Linked DNA regions of Capsicum annuum: region 2 is linked to region 1. Evidence: chromatin contacts called from public Hi-C data. All regions are on one chromosome and are shown on one strand. The core of a region is the stretch at or near the end of the contact, and the rest is flanking DNA. Distances in the headings are between cores, read along the strand shown. Region 1 overlaps LOC107875452 (rab3 GTPase-activating protein catalytic subunit). Region 2 holds the start of LOC107875450 (gamma-interferon-responsive lysosomal thiol protein).

Region 1 (3,771 bases), core at 824-3,323:
GTGTCCTATAGGATGTCATGTAGGATACAAATTGGTCACACAGAACGCCACATAGGATACATGTATTTACTTGTTCAACATCATATAAGTTTAAGTATCTACTTATGCACATCCAAAGTTGGAGGTCATAAATGCGAGTTGAGGCCAAGTTAAAGGACATGCTTATTATTATGCCTTTTGATAGTTCTTTTTTTATTATCATGGTATTCGGATCAGCTTTCGCATACATCTAAATCCACGGAATACATGCTATGTCCCACCGAATGCATATATCAGGTAAATCTGTCCACCAAGGCTAGGACAAATAGGAAAAATCACTAGTTTTTTTTTTTTTTTTTTTTTTGTCTTTATTTAGATTTGAACTTGAGACCTCAGGTTCTCAACCCACTTCATTTACTATTAGTGCGGTGTTGGTCATGATTAAGATATTAAAACACCAAATAGTTTAAGGTCAAAAGCAAACGTAGTTAGTGGAATCTAAACGTTCATATCGTTCAATGATCAATCAAATACTTTAGAGAAGAATGAATTTCTAAAACGCCTATATTCCTATAACTGTTGTTGCTCAACTTGTAACTTTTGAATAAAAAGGTGTTTCCCCTTTCTAATATGATTGATGCATTAAAAAAAGGAAAACACTATTTGAGGGAGAAGCATATAGCAATAGAAAGGAGCGTATAGGAGATTATATTCCCTTAATGATATGACCCTTCAATAGATTTGGATTCTTTAGAAGAGGGCCCATCATTATCATCATTTTTGTTACTTTTATTCCCATTTGTTCAAAGTAATTGCATTTAGCCACTGAAAGCCAGATGTTTCTTGGGTAGGGTCGTCCCCCCAAGTTCTTTTAGCTTTTTCTTTTGATAAGCACATTATTATAGCAATAAGAAGTCTGGAGTTTTTTTGTTTCTTCTTAATACTTTATTTCCTATATGGAAGGTGAACCTTGAAATAACTAACAACATTTTTACCATGTGATCATGAGGTCACAGGTTCAAGCCGTGGAAACAACCTTTTATAGAAACGGATGATAAGATTGGGTACAATAAACACTTGTGGTTCAATCCTTTTCCTAACCCCTGCGCATAGCGAGAGCTTTATTGCATCAGGCTTCCCTTTACTTCATTCCCTATATAGTAGTAATAACCTGCTCATCAGACCTTGCAGCTGGTCTTTTCTTTTTCCTCTTTTTTCCCCTCTTAGGCAGTAGAGATAGATAAAGAAAACTACTATATGGTATGAACATCCGTGGGAGCTTAACTTCATATCTTTCATGTAATCCTACAGTTATCTTTACAAGTTAAGTTCGGACTTGGTAGGGAGAGCCTAAGCCAGCCGAATTCGAATTAGTCGGGGGCCCTATGCTTACTGGACACCGGGTGAAACAGACTTGGCGCTGGGTTAGCCGAAAATCAAAGTTTATCCGATCCCTGAAAATTTTGCTTTTTATGATTATATCGGCAATAATCCAAAAAGTGGATTTATTTTGTTTGTTTCTCTTTTTTTTTTTTGATAACCGTGGTATCCGGATCAGCTTGCGCGCACCTTGACTAAATCCACGGGATACCTGCCACCTCCCACCAGCAACAGGCTAGAACAGATGTGAAGAAAACACCTAGTGTTTGTCTCTGCTGGGAATTGAACCTGAGACCCCATGGTACTCATCCCAACTTCATTGAATCACTAGGCCACACCCTTGGGTGCTTTTTCTCTTTTAAGAAAAGAAAAATCTTATTTCCCGACTCATTGTACATTTCAATTTGAATTAGGCATTCTGTGTCCAACTCCAAGCGGTCCTTACTACATATGCACACCGGAAAGAAAGTCGGACTTGGTGAAAAAACAATGGACGTACAATAAGCTACATATGGCCCGGGTCTTGTCTGTCAATTATAGAAACCGTCTAATTGGTTGAAAGTTGAAAAACGTAAAGAAACTTTATTCTATATGACGTCTTCGTTGGAGGGCAATTGATTAGAAAGAGAACTGAATGATTATGATTGATGATTGATGAAGCCCCTCTGGACCAAAAATATTGCAAAGTAGCAATGACTAATAGGAACTTATAAGAATGATAATAGGGACATGACATAGGCAAGAAAACTGAAGAAAGATCCCATCTCACAATCTCACTATCATCATACTGAAGTTCGGCGGCAGTAATTAAGGACAAAACTCATATGAACCATGGAGAACCTTAAGAAAATGATAATCATGGTGTCCCAGATAATTCTATGGTGATCCACCATGATTAAGACAAATAAAAAGAAATCACCTAGTGTTTTTTTGTCTCCTCTAAGATTTGAACATGAGACATATGGTTCTCCAACACACTTTATTGACCACTAGACCACACCCTTATGGGTCATCTGGTTGGTGGGATGCGATAGACAAAAGACATCCAATGGAATTAGCTGTCCCACCTTTTATATTAGATAGTTAATCCACCATCTTAGTACAAATGATCGGATAAGATAAATCTGAGATTAATTAATACCCATAACCAATGCGGGATAGCATAATCCCACATTTTATCCCGAGATTATTATCCTTGTCACACCAACCAAATGACAGCTCATGTGCATAATTTTTTTTCATAACCCCATGGAAAACCATGAAATCATTTCCAGTAAATTCTCTTAAGAAAATTTGGACACAGCAAGAAAAAAAATCTGTATTTCGAGGAAAGGCAGAAAAGATGTGACAACCAAGAGCCTTTTCAAACAAATTAGAAAATTTAATAGCATGTACCAATGGAACACGAATGAGAAGAATGGCTGGATATACTAACAAGAGAAACGACAATAATATACCTGGTTCCTTTACTGATGAAACTAGTCACAAGAGGCAACTGCCAGTGCCACACTCAGATCATTTGAGGTTCCGCTTATGTACATTCTGTATGTTTCTAGTTCTTGTTGGTAACCCCTTGGAGCATGACTAGCATAGTAATTTTCACTGAGGTGATCACGTTTGGAAAATATGATCTCTCTCAGTGTTGGTTCATGGCCATTGAGAAGATTTCCCATGCTTAAGACTTTCCTCCATGATTGATTCACAGTAGGCGGAGTGAACATGCTTGCAACTACCTCTCTCTCTTGTCGTTTAACTTCTTGTTTCTTATCAAAATCCTAACATAACAAAGTTGCACCGTATAAAATGAGAAAGAAAGAGATAGAGGCACAGGTAAATTTAGCCTGGTTTATGGAAATAATACATTAAAACGACATCTTCAGCCACAAAAGCTAAAGTGAGGGGCCGAAAGTACATGTAGTTAATCAAGTTAAGAAATTTGTTAATAACTCTTGATCAAAATATCAATCTCTCATTCTAGATATACCAAAAGAGAGAAAATAAGAGATGTAAAATATACTTTACCTTTTTCTCATCACCACCAATTGATGTTGTTCCCATTTTTGGTAGATAGAAGTTGTAGTAGTCATTAAAAATGGATTCTGATAGACGTGGTGCTTGCAAGAACTTTTGATGAAGAGATGCAGCGAATGTTATCAAATTCTCAACATGTGCAAAAATTGTACAGAGACGCTTCAGGTCTTCAATATCTTCAGTGCTGACAGAAAGACTATTTTCTGCAACAAAAACGGCCAATCTATTAATTTACAAGCTCTTAAAACCCACTGCAACTCGATAGCATACTAGAACAAAAAATATACTTCGCAAGCATCTGAGAGTGGCTGCCATAGTGAGGTAAAGTTGTCCAATTCTGGTGGCCAGCTGCTTTAGACCGCCAAATGATGTTCTGTTTAA
Region 2 (3,771 bases), core at 420-2,919, 35 kb before region 1:
TTACGAAAATTTTAACATATGTGAAGATGTTTTGAGAAAAAATCCGAAGGTAACTTTGGCTAAGGTTCCTATACTATCGACATTTTTACGTGTGAAGTAACATTAATTTAGTTATTATAATTTATAAAACGGGTTAAATAAATATAGTTGGCTTACACAACTTAGACCACTTATACGTTGGATTTCTTGCTAGGAGTGCATTACCTAATGTAACGATATGAGCTGAAAATATTGCCAAATGTGCGACTCAAATATGCCCTGAATTTAAAAAATAACCGAACTATGTACTGAATCTAGAAAGTAATCAAAATAGGCTTAGTGCATGAGTTCGGAGCCAAAGGGCTCTTTTTTTTATCAAAAATTTCAAAAGGGACACTTACTTTCGAAAAAAACCAAAATGGACGAAACGCTGCGGGCCTTATGACTTACAAGTCGCCCGGGGCCCAGCGACTTACAAGTCGCCCGGAGCCCAGCGACTTGCAAGTGTTCACTATTCACCTCCTCCTTTTTTTTTTTTTCCATCCTTAACATCATCATTTTTACTCCTTTCTTTTCTCTTTCATTTTGACCGAGAACAATAATACTTACCCACTCAATAATTACATAAAAAAATATAATAAATTACAATAATTAACAACTTAAATTATTTAAATACATTGTGTGCTTTAGAGTGGAATTGTGAAGTGATGAAAATGAAGAATTATTTGTGTTTATGTTTTCTGGTCGTTGGAGAAAAAGAAAGATGATGCAATGTTCTCTATTCTTTTCTGATGCTCCCACAAAGAAAAGGAAAAATAGAGTAAATGTGAATGGTCTATGTAGTGTGGAATCTTTGAGTGGGTGAGTATTATTATTTTCGGTCAAAATGAAAGAGAAAAGAAAGGAGTAAAAATGATGATTTTAAGGATGGAAACAAAAAAAAAAAAGGAAGAGGTGAACAGTGAACACTTACAAGTCGTTAGGCCTCGCAGTGTTTTGTCCGTTTTGGTTTTTTTCGAAAGTAAGTGTCCCTTTTGAAATTTTTGATAAAAAAAAGAGCTCTTTTGACTCCAGACTTCTTAGTGCATTTTTTTTTTTTTTTGCACTAAATATATGTTTTTTTAACGGAATGAGATTCACAACGTCAATGAACAAGACGTCGTTGGGTAAACAAGACGAGTTTACACGTATATTCTATTTATCTCTATAATATGGTATTTTGGATGTCTAGAGTAGTTGGATTTTTATAAATCAACCATCATATAGATGCTAACTAAAGCACTCAGCACTCAACCAGTCTTAATTGGCTAATAAGGTTGTTCTCATAGTTTTATAACTAGTAAAGCCATCACTCCATTTACGAACAACTTGTTATCAGTGACGGAGCCAGAATTTTCATCGAAGGGTTCAAAAATAAATATACGGATTAGTCGAAGGAAGTTCAACATCTACTGTATATTCATAAAAATATTTTCGACCATATAAAAATAGTATTATAATTTAATTTTTCTATGAAGGGAGTTTGAATGAACTCTCCAAGCATTCGTATGCACACTACATATAAGCAGAGTAATTAAAAATTATATATTGACAACCCATTCAACTTTCATAAATTTAGACGTTTGTACTACAATTTATTTTAATTGAATACCTAAACATATAATGAAGTGTACAAGCTTTAAAAAAGCTGTTGCGCATGTTCTCAAGCTTCTAGGTAGTTAAGTCTTATACACATTAGTTTAAGTCGTCATAAAACCTCCAAGTCTTACAATTGTTAGTGGTGTGTAAAATTAAATTGGATGATATATATATTTAATGTTATTAACTTAACTATTTAATAGTCACTTAACAATAGACATAATTTTTTTTTATCTAAAACCAAAAGTGTCTTTGTAGAAATAGATTATCACATGTACAGGTGCTCAATTAGAACAAACTGTCTCAAAACGTCAATTTTCTGTTTCTTTCCAAATTCTACACTTCATGATGAATCATTTATATTACATAGACCTCTAAAGATACATTATTCCAAATTCCTCCTCCACTTGATAAAAAAAATTGGAATTGAACCAAAGTTTGGTAGACTCCATAGCATGGGCATGGGAATTGAGGGTCGTCAAGTTTTGGTAATTCTAGTGGTTTTGTATTTGTTACAACTAAGTTCAAATTATTGTTGTGAGAGTTGTACAGTTAGAGTTTCTGGGGAAGTAGAGAAGGTAAAAGTAGACATTTATTATGAGACACTATGCCCGAGCTCAGCCAAATTCATAGTGGATAATCTGCCCAAACTTTTTGACAGTGGACTCATCCATGTTACACAGCTCAAGCTTTTTCCATATGGCAACGCTGATGTTTTTAATGGAACCATCTATTGCCAGGTTTGTCTATGATGTGTGGTGCTCGATTTAATTAGGAATTTGACTAATTCAAATTTTAGCCACGTAACATGCACTTCATGTTATTTTCTCTATTTCTTAAATTCTAATGAACATGATTCGAGCTATTTGCCTTTTGACTAATTATTTTGCCATTATATGATCGTCTTGATTGAGTTTTGTCGAAGTACATATAAGCATATAATTGTGCACGTATCGAGATTTGACGAAATATTTGCCCTTTTTGTTTGCAGCATGGAAAACTGGAATGTTTGTTGAACACTGTACAGGCTTGTGCGATAGATGTGTGGACAGATTTGGTAAGTTATGTTATGTTATGTTGCTGTCAATTCATCAGTTGGTTGGTTATATGAATCTTTTGTACTTTGCTTTACCCTGGTCTAGTTGATAGTTTAAATACGAAATTCTAAATGCATATGAATAAAATTTCTGATGCAGAACAAATACTTGCCTTTCATTAACTGTATGGAAAACGTGGTGCTGGAAAGTTTTGTGTACAGAAGGCAGTATCCGCAGTGGAAAACATGTTATGAAAAGCTGAAATTAGATTCAACGCCTGTTACTGATTGCTTAAAAAGTGCGCGAGGGAAAGAGGTTAGCTTTCTTTGTTGATTGAATTTTCTGTTCTGTCTTCGTGTTAGTGTTTTTCCTTTTCTGATTCCGCGATTGAACGTGTTTTCTGCAGCTGGAACTCTTTTATGCTGCTGAGACACAAGCTCTTCAACCTCCTCACACATATGTTCCATGGGTTGTTGTTGATGGCCAACCGCTTTATGAAGTCAGTTAATTTGATCCATATTTCATATTTTTGCACTTTCAATAATTTTCATCTGTAGTCAGGAAATTTTGGCGGGTATGCTAACAAAGTCTCATATTGATAGCTGAAAAGAGAAGAATCTATATATAAAGTGTAATAATATTCTTGATGAATGGAATGTCCCATGTCGCTGAATGAATGAAATAATGTTCTCCTTATAAGATTGGGTCAATTCTTCTCCTCTTGACCTGACTTTTGGGGCGTGAGTTAAGTCAACCCTAACTTTATATGATATCAAAGTCTAGGCTGATGTGGGCCCCCAGGAAATTGGACAGCTTGCAGGGTGAAAATACCTTCGGTTCAGGAATGTGCACGCACCAGACCGGACATTGAAGCCCATGATGAAGAATCTCTGGAAGCCTAATTTTACAACTCTTTTTTAAGGGAGAACCGTACGTGCGAGCTGTCTAGCACAAAACAAGCGATTTCATATCATGTTAACGGTATCTTTGAAACAGTTTCTGCATAATGCTAATGCAAAGTATATATATTTGTTTCATTGTTGCAGGACTATGAGAACTTCATAAGCTACATTTGTAAAGCTTACAAAGGAACTGCAGAAGTCCCAGCTTGCAGTAC

What was found. Hi-C and Micro-C count contacts between places; a contact is called where the count stands out from the background.
Region 2: a Hi-C map of leaf shows a contact between it and region 1, with 4 times the contacts expected there. The contact joins the promoter of LOC107875450 here to the enhancer-like site in region 1. A contact is called at or near these places in 4 of 5 Hi-C or Micro-C datasets (bud, leaf and placenta).

What each region holds. Positions count from the first base shown.
Region 1 is chr6:224,431,418-224,435,188 of UCD10Xv1.1, reverse strand. LOC107875452 (rab3 GTPase-activating protein catalytic subunit) reads right to left here. Exons shown (of 23, transcript XM_047414168.1): 21 at 3,678-3,771; 22 at 3,382-3,593; 23 at 2,666-3,134. The coding sequence ends at 2,838. Among protein-coding and RNA genes, the nearest start is that of LOC107873802, 14 kb to the left of the region's middle. Within about 2 kb of position 2,073, at least 5 of the 5 cell types and tissues checked have an H3K27ac peak or open chromatin away from gene starts, as enhancers often do. A contact at or near this core is called in bud and leaf, where this site is marked.
Region 2 is chr6:224,465,781-224,469,551 of UCD10Xv1.1, reverse strand. LOC107875450 (gamma-interferon-responsive lysosomal thiol protein) reads left to right here and starts at 1,669. Exons shown (of 5, transcript XM_047414170.1): 1 at 1,669-2,357; 2 at 2,609-2,674; 3 at 2,814-2,969; 4 at 3,061-3,153; 5 at 3,701-3,771. The coding sequence starts at 1,890.